Regions from separate parts of the Mus musculus genome. Here region 1 is linked to region 2. A link is a contact called in public promoter capture Hi-C data. All regions are on one chromosome and are shown on one strand. Each heading gives the region's core, a stretch centred on a gene start, on an enhancer-like site or on the middle of the called end of the contact. The rest is flanking DNA. Distances are from core to core; before and after follow the strand shown. Region 1 overlaps Rbm47 (RNA binding motif protein 47). Region 2 overlaps N4bp2 (NEDD4 binding protein 2).

The links. Capture Hi-C pulls out chosen DNA fragments and counts their contacts.
Region 1: a contact with region 2 is called in a promoter capture Hi-C map of pancreatic islet. The contact joins two enhancer-like sites. A contact is called at or near these places in 1 of 39 promoter capture datasets (embryonic stem cells), 1 of 15 datasets of contacts at CTCF or cohesin (the NIH/3T3 cell line), 1 of 484 Hi-C or Micro-C datasets (nephron progenitors) and 2 of 9 other capture datasets (adipose tissue and pancreatic islet).

What each region holds. Positions count from the first base shown.
Region 1 is chr5:66,052,174-66,058,594 of GRCm38.p6, reverse strand. The region is part of intron 3 of Rbm47 (RNA binding motif protein 47); the gene reads left to right. Among named protein-coding and RNA genes, the nearest start is that of Gm40310, 45 kb to the right of the region's middle. Within about 2 kb of position 3,969, at least 36 of the 459 cell types and tissues checked have an H3K27ac peak or open chromatin away from gene starts, as enhancers often do. A contact at or near this core is called in pancreatic islet, where this site is marked.
Region 2 is chr5:65,785,684-65,791,635 of GRCm38.p6, reverse strand. N4bp2 (NEDD4 binding protein 2) reads right to left here. Exons shown (of 20, transcript NM_001024917.1): 4 at 5,275-5,530; 5 at 3,495-3,583; 6 at 466-1,618. The coding sequence starts at 1,607. Among named protein-coding and RNA genes, the nearest start is that of N4bp2, 25 kb to the right of the region's middle. Within about 2 kb of position 4,420, at least 9 of the 459 cell types and tissues checked have an H3K27ac peak or open chromatin away from gene starts, as enhancers often do. A contact at or near this core is called in pancreatic islet, where this site is marked.

The DNA of each region.
Region 1 (6,421 bases), core at 2,720-5,219, 270 kb before region 2:
TCTGTAGATGACCTGATGCTCTCTTCTGGAGTGTCTGAAGACAGCAATGGTGTGCTCATACACATTAAATAAATAAAATAGTCTATGAACCCAGCTCAGTAGTAGAGTGCTTGTCTGGCATGAAAAAGGCCCCATGATCATGACAGTTCACACTGGCAACTGGACAGTGTGGTTCACACCCAAATCCCAGCACCCATATCCCAGAGAGAGGATCAGGAGTTCAAGGTCGTCTTCAGGTACAAAGCCTGAAGCTAGCTTTGGCGATATATATATATATATATATATATATATATATTAGACCCAGGCTCAGGAAAACCACAAAGTGTAAAATCCTTGCCACCCAAGCCCACTGACCCAAGTTCAACCCTCCAGGACCCACACAAATACCATCAGAGAATAGACTCAACAAATATGTCCTCTCATCTCTGTCCCAACCTGGCTCAAACCCTTCCTCAATTATCATACACATATACCCCATAATAAAAATTTAAACACCCGAAGTAAGTAAAAATAGCTGATATGATTGATTTCATAATGTCTATGTCTTCTTTCTCCGGACTGGTCTGCGGTTTCTTTCTTTCTTTCTTTCTTTCTTTCTTTCTTTCTTTCTTTCTTTCTTTCTTCCTTCCTTCCTTCCTTCCTTCCTTCCTTCCTTCCTTCCTTCCTTTCTTTCTTTTTATTTATTTATTATATGTAAGTACACTGTAGCTGTCTTCAGACACTCCAGAAGAGGGAGTCAGATCTTGTTACAGATGGTTGTGAGCCACCATGTGGTTGCTGGGATTTGAACTCCGGACCTTCGGAAGAGTTGTTGGGATTTGAACTCCGGACCTTCGGAAGAGCAGTCGGGTGCTCTTACCCACTGAGCCATCTCACCAGCCCTTGTTTCTTTCTTTTATACAACCACATCTACCTTAGGCCTTCCATACTTCCCTGGTACCTTCTGCCTCTCTTTAGAGCAGCCACCTGGGACTCTGAAACAAAGGAGCTTTGTGAAGACTGAGGACCGGTTCTTCAGACAGGGTTTAACTACTTGCTGCAAGCCAGTTGGATCTGGAGTGGCTTAAGTCACATTTGTATGCTCACAGAAGGGGGTGCTAGGAGTTGGGGGACAATGACTATGTGAGCAAGGGAGGGAACTTCTGGGTTGTTTTTTGTTTTCCTGGGGGTTTTTTGGTTGGTTGGTTGGTTTTGTTTGTTTGTTTGTTTGTTTGTTTTTTATTGTTTGAGTTTATTAAGGCCAACTTTGTTCAAAGCCACAGCATGAAGATTTCACTTATTTTCATGTTGAAGGCAGGCTATAATTGCCATCATAATTACTGCTTTTAAGTCTTGTGTGAAAAGCTAGCTCTTAGCTCCCAACTCTTCTGTTTTTTAAAGCCAGGGCTCTGCACATGCGGACTAAGCACTTCTACACCCCTCCCCTTGAAGGGCCCCTACACTCAGGCCTTACCCATATATCCTGAAACTCACCACCCTCTGGTGCTTTTAGGACAGCGTTTATTAGAAGAGCATTTTCATTTACTCACATATGTACACACATTCTTATGAAAAAACCCCAGACCTAAAATACTAATGTTCAAAACGTGCTGTAAACACAGGAATTTTTTTTCTTACACTTATTTTTTAAAGATGTATTCTCATTTACATGCATGGCTGTTTTGCCTGCATGTATGTCTTTTGCACCTTGTGCTTGCAGTGCCCACAGGAGCCAGAAGGGGGCATCAGATCTTCTGGAGCTCAGGGTATGGAGGGTGAACCTCCATGTGGATACGGAGAACTTAACCCTGGTCTTCTCCAAGAATAGCAAGTATGTGTGCTTACCTTCTGGGCCAGAGAAGAGCGCTCAGCAGGTAAAGGTTCCTGCCCCCAAACCTGCTAACCTGTGTTTGATTCCGGGAGCCCACCTGGTGAAAGCAAATAAGCACCTGTCCTCTGATCCCATGCTCACTGAGACACATGAGACACCCTAAATAAACACATAGCTTTAAAAAATGTTACTGGGTCCTGTTAAATTAAGGAATTTAAATTTGTCCTTTAAAAATTATATATAGATCAGGCTGGCCTCAAACTCAGATCTGCCTGCCTCTGCCTCCCAAGTGCTGAGACTAAAGGTGTGCATTACCACGCCCACCCCTCTAGCTTAAAATATATAATTTTTAAAATACTGGCTTACACACTATGGATTCTTTAGTTTTGCTTCAATTAGCCTAAGAGTTTGGTTTCATGTAATATTTAACAATTTACAATCTTAGATTTTTTTTTTATTTCTAGTCTTTATTAAGTCACTAATATTTCTCAGTATTGATCATTTTATTTAGAAGCAATAAAACCTTCCTTTATAAAATATGGATAGAAGACTGGAAACACATTTGCCCCTCTGGTCTTTTGACAGTCTAAAAAATCATATAATTCAGTGACGTGAACCAAGGGAAAACACAGTGTTGTTTGTTGGTATTTTGGGATACACCCTTGTGTGCCTCAGGCTGGCCTTGAACTGGCTACGTAGTTAAAGATGACCTTGAACTCCTAGCCAGCACTGGGATTGCCGAGGTGCATCAGCAAACCTGGCTTCCCTATTCCCATCTTGGGGTTCAACCCAGGGCTTGAACATAGTAGGCACACACACAACCACTGCTCTGTGCCCCAGCCTGAAATGTTACGTTAGGAGGCTGGCAGGTTTTCATTTCTCTTTAGGCTTTGAAGCTTACTTTCACACTCATTCAGAGAGTATTGGGTATCACATGGTGTGAAGACTCTCTCTCTCTCTCTCTCTCTCTCTCTCTCTCTCTCTCACACACACACACACACACACACAAACCTCAATTTCTCTCCCCCCTCCCCCCGATTTCCTAACTCTTACTTGCAGAGCCATCTTGGCTGAGGGTCTGCCTCAGGTGAGAGATGGAGTGTGTTTACCCCAAAGTGCTATGGATCTTCCTTGTCTTTAGTACCATGATGCTCGTTTTACCAAACTCTCTGCCTGTGCCGCCCACTGCTTGTCCCAGCTTCTAACAGGTGAATCTATTTCAGCTTCAAATGAATAAACATGCTCACATGGGATTTTTGCCTATTTTTATCATATTTATAAATTTGGTTTTTGGGGAGCTGGAAACGGCTCGGCGGTTAAGAGCACTGACTGCTCTTCCAGAGGTCCTGAGTTCAATTCCCAGCAACCACATAGTGACTCACAGCCATCTGTAATGGGAATCCAATGCCCTCTTCTGGTGTGTTTGAGGATAGCTACAGTGTATTTACAGTATACATAAAAATAAATAAATCTTTTTAAAATTTTTGGGTTTTGGTAGTGTTTGGATGAGAGTGTGCCCAGTAATTCAAGTTACCTAGCCTAGATATGACACAAGGGGAAAGTAACATTTTCTAAAAATTCAGTATTTCCAAGAAATTGTGGCAACACCATACTTTTCTTTAAGACTTTTGAGGCAGTTTTACTAGGTATGTTATACTGGCCTTGTGACTGTTGTTGAACCTCCAAGTGCAATCTCCCATATTCTGGGATTAGAACTGTCACCCTTTCTAATAATTCACAGTGTGTAATGATGTCTCACAGTGTCACTTTTTAGTATTTTCTATTTGCCAGAAGACTTTGGGCTCACTTAAATGTGTTTATTTAACCCCCACAACATCTCACATGAAGTAGGAATTACTACATTTCTTATTTATATTAAGCAGTGGTTCAATAGCAGTGGGCACCCACATGATTCTCTGAGATGATTGGTAAGAAAATCATTCATTTAATTTTAGCCACGATTAAAATATTTCTGTCAAATTTCCTTTCTATGCAATGCAGTGTCTTCTTGGGGCTTCCCCAGTCATCTATTAGAATAGGTTTTGCACTAAAATCTTTGTAAGGCTACAAAGCATTTCCCCAGGACAGCTATGGCCCCTCCCTGCTTTCTGAGCCACGCCTTCAAATTCATTCCAGGTGTCCTTAGCAAATGACTCCCAAGGCTCAAAGCCATTGGCCAATGCCGAGCCAGGAGCCACGTAGGGCAGAGTCACGCTGTTCCTGGGGTTAGGGGCAAAGGTTGCTGAAGCCAAGCCGGGCTGTGGTCGCAATTAGCCTGCACATCCAGATCGAAGCCTGGAAAGGTAGGGAAATCTTATTTATTCTTATTTATCCTCATTGAGGTGTGGAGAATGGTTGTGTTTGGTTAAGGCATTAAGCGTCGGTCCATCTGTTTTGGTTTTTTGTTTTAATTAAAAGTGGTGTATACGTCTATAAGTTCTTGAGAATTTTAAACACTTCTCTACTTACCTTGCCTCCTGTTCTCTAGTGATGGGTGGGCTTTTTTTTTAAAGATGTTGCTTAGTCTTACAGCTTTCCACTGCGCTTACTTAAAAAATTCTTACATTTAAGCGATACAGTATAAGCAAGGATTTGTCGATGGTGTCGCAAAAGCAGTCTTTAGAGGAGAAAATGTGATAACTAAAATAAGTTAGGAATCAGCAGTCTGATGATACGTGAAACTGGAGCCTTGGTATTTCCTCTTGGGTACTCTACTTTGAGACATTCTTTTTCAAACCGACGATAGTTTTAAGAAATGGATCTAACCACAGGCACTATGCTCTTGACTATAACTATAATACTTTTTAGGACAACTTTCCACGCTCTGTTCTAATATTAACCACAACAACCAGAAAGCAGAGTGTCTTTCTCACCTATCTACTTAAAAATGAAGCGATTTGCATAGCAGTAGAAGCTGAACATCAAGCGGAGCATCTCTCTGTCTTAGGAGCCCTCCTCCATCATGGTGGGAGATGGCTGCCATCAGTCAGTGTGGGCACAGAGCGTTAGACGCGTCTGTCTGTCAGTCCATGCGTCGTCAGCCTGTAGTGTCAGCCGGCTCTCACAGCTACTCACCTGAGCATTCTCTTGTCAGTGTCAAAGGTAAACGTGCCTGTAATGTCTGTAACTAGTTTGCTGCTTTGTTCCGAAAATGGCTCAGCATGGGTTTGTATTCTGTAACAGAATAGACTGGACATTTATTTAAGGGCTGAGAGATGGTAGTGTTGGATAAAAATATTACATCAAAAGCATTTAGTATTTGGTATTTTTATCTGATTTGTAAAGAGAATGTTACTGTGGTTATCACCGGATATTAAGGGTGTATGCGCGCTTATGTGGTGTGTGTGTGTGCGTGTGTGTGTGTATGTGTGTGTGTGTGCGTGTGTGTGTGTGTGCCACAGTGTACTGTATAGGTCTGAGGACAACTTGTGTGGAGTTGGTTCTCTCCGGCCTTTACCTGGCTGTGGGGATCCAGCCAGGTTGTCAGGGTGGCCCAGTGAGCGCTTTACTGACTAAGCCTTCTTTCCGGCACCCTTGCCCTCTTCTTAGTTTTCATCCTGAAATATCCTGCTTTTACTAGATGTGTCCAAACTGTCTTTTTTTCTTCCTGAAGCTCGCTCTCAATGGCACCTTCAATGACTGGTCTCTCGATCTGCGGATTGTGCTTTCGGGCGGAGCAACGGCCACGGTGTTAACTATTTACCTGGCCTGGGAGAATAATTACTAACCACCATCTCGATGTTTCTCAACTCCAAGCTGAGGTTCAAAGGTTCACATGAACCTTGCGGATCAGAGGTCAGACTCAAATTGCTGCAATTTGTTGCTGAATTCTGCCGATATGACAGAAATTCACAGCTATGAGGATTGCTGGATCCACTCCTGCACACAGACCAGGCGGGGCAGTTAATACTGTCATTTGTACAAGTCAGCCTTTGGCACCCAAGTTTAATAAGTAACCAGCTGGTGCCTTAGGTTTCACTGGTACAAGGTGCACGTTATAAAAAGGGTCAGATGTCACTGGGCAAAGATGAAGGCAGTGAGGAGTGGCCATCTCATGGCTACCACCCATGAACTAACTATACACAAAGATCCAGTAGTCTGTTTAGTTCATATTTCTACGGTGTAAATTTCAACATACATTCATTTTCTTGGTCTTAAAGAGATGTGTCCTTTTGTAAAAATGTTAGTAAGAAAGAGCTATCTGATTAGGGATCGTTAGCCAAGAAGTAGACTCCAAAGCTGCACGCTTCACTAATCATTTCACGGGGTCTTTGATTTCTCAAAAACTTTCCAAAATTAGATGGCTTTTTAAGAATGTAGGGGCTAAGCGGCAGTGACTCAGACCATGTGATTCCAGCCTCAGAAAACTGAGGCATGAAGATTGCTGAGTTTGGGGTCAGCCTGGGCTACTGGGTGATGCCCTGCCTTTTTTTTTTTTTTTTTTAAAGAGGAATGGGTTGTTTTGCCTTGGTCTTTTCGAGGTTACAGTGGCAATTGATTGTTGCTGTGGGCCTGTGGATAGGACACAGACCTTGGTGTATGATGGAGCCAAGCTGCTTCCCTCATAACCAAGAAGTACAAAAATCAGGCTCTAGGACCCACATCTCTGTC
Region 2 (5,952 bases), core at 3,171-5,670:
CAAGTTTCTAAAACATTATTTAACACACTATAATTTTCAACTTCTAGTCATCAGTAGAATTCATTTATTCACCTTTTTTTGTTCCTAAATTCAAAATCAACTGTGGATCTTCTGTTCTTATTTTCAAGTCTGGTTTTTATACTCCATAAACAAAGTTAACCTCATCTTTCTCCTAGTCAAATTAGCTTTCATCCACAGAAAGTATTTCATAGTCTTAGTATCTTGAAACTATCTTTAACTTGAAACTTTTTTTTTTTTTTAGTTTTACTTCTGTCAAAACTGTATGAGAAAAAAGAATACAATAAAAACTTTTGGTTGAAGATTATTATCTTTTAAAAGATCACAAAAAAAAATTTGAGTTATTAACGATGTTGAGCAGTTATTAACGATGTGTTCTGGAAATTCACATTAGCTGTACCAATCCGTGCACTATACCTTCTAACAAATGTCAATAAAACTTCCTACCTTGCCAGAAAGGATTTCCCTGAGCCCGGCAGCCCTCTGAGAAGCACGAGAACTAAGCCAACGAAGGAGGTAGCCTTCTTCCTCACAGGCTGTGACGCTGGGGCCTCCTGCACCTGGTAAGCACTGGCTCCCTCACCGCCTCTCCACACTTTGGTTGGAGAGTTGTGGGAGATGATGGGGGGTGGGAACGTGTAGTTGACAGGTCTCCAGTGAGCAGCTGTGGTCACCACAGGGGCTACAAAGCCATGGTTTCCTTGAAAGAGATCAAAAGCAGGGATCATCGGGTTCCAGATCGGTGGTGGGGGCGGGGGCGGAAGGAGTAAGGGAAGAGGGGTGAGCACCGGGCAGTAATTCATATCCTTCCCCTTTGGTGGCAGTTCAGGATGTTTGTGCGGCTTGAAATTGAACCCTTCAGAGGGCACAAAAACATCAGGCGCAGAAGCCGACTTCTGATCCCCATCTGTACCTGGTAGGTCAGACCCTGAATTGTGCAGAGGGTGAGTTGAAGGAGCCTGAGGGTCACTGTTGCCCAAATCTGCAAGGGCTTGAGAATGCTGCGCACTAGGACACTCAGATTCTGAAAGATCTTTCTGTCTTTGGCTAAAATTGCCACAACCTCTAACAGAGCCATTTGTTGGATTTCCAGAGCTACTGAGAGGAGAGCCTTCTGAGTAGCCCCCTTCCAATGCCAATTTTGCACAACTCTCAGGCGCATTCAAAACTGAATGTGAAGTTGGTGGGTTTGAACCTGGTAAAGAAGCAGAACTCTTGAGAGTTTCGCTGTTTGAGCTCGTGCTCTGTACAGAAAGAAGAGAAGTCATGCCACTTGAATCTGAGTTCATAAAGGTGGAAGGGTCGTTAAAACTATTAGCATCTTGCAGAGGTGAGAATGGGTATACTTGGTCATCAGGAGGAGAGTTTAATTTCTCAAAAGCGTTCTGTATTAAGGAATCCAAGTCCTCAGTTAGCTGCATATCCAAAAATGAATCCAGCTTGGAATCTTCACCCTCGCCTTCGGGATGGCACGTCTCCATTACTGAGTTTCCTGCTGCACCAGGCTTGCTGTCACGATCACCAGAAGTCTGTGCAGACGACTCTGCCCCCTTGGCATCAGTGGCAGACAATTCTAACAGACAATCCATGGCATTTTCAACTGCATGAGAACAAGAACAGCAACAACAACAACAAATGTATGTATGTATGTATGTATGTGTGTGTATATATATATATATATATATATATACACACACACACACACACACACACACACATTGAAAATGTATCAATAGCCAAGTCATCTTTTAAAAACTGACACTACTCTAATACATCAAAATCTACACTAGAGAAGTATTAATGATAGAGCCATGGAATGGTATTCTTTTCAATTGTAATAAGCTACTGTCAAGTACAAATTGAACAGTTTAATGAGTATATACATAGACTCTATATGATAGGGTCATGTATAAAGATCCTAAAGTCAGTTGATACATTCAACAGTTATTTATCTATTGGATGTCCATTTAAGGACTAAGTATTTTAAGTAGGTATTCTCTTAGTAAACATTTACTCATTTACACAGTCTATACCACATATTTCACAGTATAAAAAATATATGCATCAGAGATACTTTATACAAAAATGAAGATGAATTTTTGATATGATTTTGTAAAGTATAAATCGAATATAAAGGTGTGTATATTAAAATATAATTATATCATAATATAAATTAAACAATGTATACTTTTTAACAATGTGCAAATGCTACAGTGATGGAAAGGAGAATAAAACAAGATTTCACATAATGTAATATATATGATCTAGCACTAAAAAGACTAATCAAGTTGCCAATAGGACAAAAGTTAAAGCCAAGCTTGAAAATACAAAACTGCCTTTAATCCCAGCACATGGGAGGCAGAAGCAGGGGGATCTCTGTAAGTTCAATTCAAAGCCAGCTTGGTCTACATAGTGAGATCCAGGCCAGCCAGAGCTACACAGTGAGACCTGTCTCAGAAAGAGAAGAGGAAGAGGGAAGAGGGAAGAGGGAAGAGGGAAGAGGGAAGAGGGAAGAGGGAAGAGGGAAGAGGGAAGAGGGAAGAGGGAAGAGGGAAGAGGAGGGAAGAGGAGGGAAGAGGGAAGAGGAGGGAAGAGGAGGGAAGAGGGAAGAGAGAGAAGAGAAGAGGAAGAGAGAGAAGAGAAGAGAAAAGAAGAGAAGAGAAAAGAGAAGAGAAACAAGAAAAGAAAAGAAAAGGAAAGGAAAGGAAAGGAAAGGAAAGGAAAGGAAAGGAAAGGAAAGGAAAGGAAAGGAAAGGAAAGGAAAGGAAAGACCTGTTTAAGTATTCAGAGAAGTTGGTTGGAGAGTTAGTTCACAGGGTTCTGTGTGACGAATAGAAGGAAGAAAAGAACTGGAGGAGGCTATGTGTAACTGAGAGGGACTGACAGTCAGCCACACTGTTTTCTAAGGGAATGGAACGGGAGGAGAACTGCCACCCACAGCATTTGGGCTAGGAGCATTACATAGATAACCTCACTGAATCCCCAAGTAATACTATGAGAACAATCATCCTAGAAAACATAAAAGAAAATGAAGCTCAAAAAAGGGATAGGAACTGGACCCAAGTCACACAGTAACAGGGCCGGTGTATGTGACTCCAATGCTGAGCTCTGGCTGCAACACAGACAGAGAGCCTCAGGTCTTCAAGCATGAAGCTAGGGGTGCTGCTCCGGGTCATGGGGCCTTGGCCAGCATGCTTGAGGCCCTCCATTTGATAACAGGCATCACAAGAAAAGAAAGTACTTTTTAAGCATTTGAAATCTGAATGCCTTTTTTTATTTTGTTTCTGCTGTGTCCTATTTTTGTTTTAAGGAAGATAGACATGGAAAGAAGCACAGCACTGTAGGGCACAGCTCTGCTCTGGAGTCAAAGCACCCTCATTTAAATATCTACTTGCTTGACAGGATTCAAACAAATGAGCCAACTTCCCTCAGCACATCTCCTTGTTTGTGATATGGCGATACTCAAAAGTACCTACCTCGGAGGCTCTTGTGGGGTTAAATGAGATAATCCATGAGAAGTGCTGTGCACAAGGACTGGCACCTAGTAAGACCCAGTTAACGTTCCCTTAAGAGAAAAACAAAGAGGGGTTGGAGGGGCAAGCCTGGCAAAGAGGTCAGTCAGGAGAACAGAGCACAACTGCAGAGGCAAGAAGCCCTGCAGAACACTGAGACAAGGTGAAGGGAAAACACAAACACAAGAAGGAAAAAAACTACATAGCAGAAAACCCTAAAGTGGTCAACTAAAGAACTAGCATATTTATAATGAAAAGCCGTATAAGTAAAAATACCAAAATACAAAGGTAATTATCATAAAGGGAAGTCTTAAACAGATTGCAGGGAAAAATGAAAACTATGACATAAAAGCAACCTTAAAAACTAAATGAATAATTTATAAAATATAAGAAAAACTCAAATATAAATATATTCAACATTATTCTCTATTTTAAAAAGGCACAACTTATTCCTATTAAAATCTTAATGATTCACAGTACTGAGAGGCTGTGGGTATTGCAACCCAGAACGCCTCCCTGGAAGGTAAACTACACTGTCTTTTCAAGGCTGGAAAACTATTCTTTGTTTGTTTGTTTGTTGTTTTTTGAGACAGGGTTTCTTTGTGTAGCCCTGGCTGTCCTAGAACTCACTTTGTAGACCAGGCTGGCCTCGAACTCAGAAATCCTCCTGCCTCTGCCTCCCGAGTACGTGTGCCACCACGCCCGGCTGGAAAACTATTCTTGGCCTGTGCCAACAGGAAAGCTTTGGGACCAAGAGGAAAGGCCAGAAGAAAATGGCTACTTTCACTGAAATGCTCTGAATAAATTTAATACAACTCACTGAACACTAGGGAAGCACCAGAGAGAGAGCACAGCTGGCTATAAAGACAAGCACTGGTTATGTGAGAGCACTGACAACAGCGCCACTGCACTACGTTTAAAGAGCAGAATGTTTGCTTTAGTGCCGTTAATGCTATCATTCAAACTACTCATTACACCAAGTATTTACAGAGAAGGTGCACAGAAGATCCTGAAAAACAGAAGTAAGTGTGTTAGGACATGAGATGATACGATTGTCTCCACCACTGCTTTACGCACATATGTTCAACAAATCACTGCTATCCTTTCTGAGCATCAGATGCACTACTGAAACCTGGGTATATATCAGAATATGTCCCTGACAGGGCAGAAATGCTCACTGCACGGCTCACACAATGACTGAGATCATAAGCTTGTCCAGCATTATCAAGACAGTCAAATCTAGAATGAATTTATCTTATAATAACCATAGCCAAAAGCTATATTACCCAGGTGATAATCCTGCAAACATACTTTTAAACAGTGACAGGTTCTTTATAGCAGACGACACTGAAGTCTGTACCAACATCAAACAACAAAATAAACTTTCAATCCTCCCCCAAAAAATCCTACCCTGTAAGATACATTTTATTATTTTTCATTAACAAGTTAGAAAAACAACTCAAAGATGAAAATAGCACCAACCTGTCTATAGAAGAGAGGATAAAATGTGGACTATATTTATATTCATGAATCTTATATCTACAAGTGTACATTTCTTTATAGTAGAAACCATCTTTATGTTTCATATCCCTAGTGATACAAACAGCATCTTTGTCCCTGGAAGATTCTTAACATGTGATAAACACAAGAATAATATCATTTTTCTACATTGGCATTCACTGAGGCACAGAATACGACGAGGTCTTCTTATAAGACTCAAAGAGTCAAACTAAACTTTTCTCACCTTTAAAATCACATTCAGAAAGCATCAAATAAACTACATCAGGATCCAGAGCAGAAAACATCTCTGAGATACTGGTGAAGAGTTCTTCCTGATCAACTTTTGTCTCACACACGGAAGGAAGAGTAGTGGTTGGCTCCTCACGACTAGCAACACGGGATACGACAATTTTCTTAGAGTTTGCAGTCTTCCGCAAAGGATTTCCCCCAAGATTTTTCCTTTTCCTTGGCATTCTGACTTCCAAAACTAAAATATTTCCCTTTTTAAAAAAAATTTAAAGATTTTTTGATATTTAAATCATAATTCAAAGGAAAAATTGTATTAAAAATTCTTGAAAATCCAGTAGTAATAGAACCTAAAACAGAAAGCAAGTAAAAACGCTCAGACTACACGTTCATTTCTACTCCTAAGGTGGAACGGTATCCACATAACTCTAAGAAAGTACCCAACTCTAGCAGCAGAGCCAAAAACAATTTATCTCCAGTTTTGTCAGGATTGAACATGTTAAAATTTAAGATAATACAACATAACATATTTCAAAATATCTAATATACTGTTTTAATACCATTACTCGTTCTTTTAACATAAAGGACCCATAAACATTATCAGAATGCCTATGACACACACCGATGTTCAGCTGTCTAATAGGCATCAAGAACTTAACATGTCCAAGACTGAGCT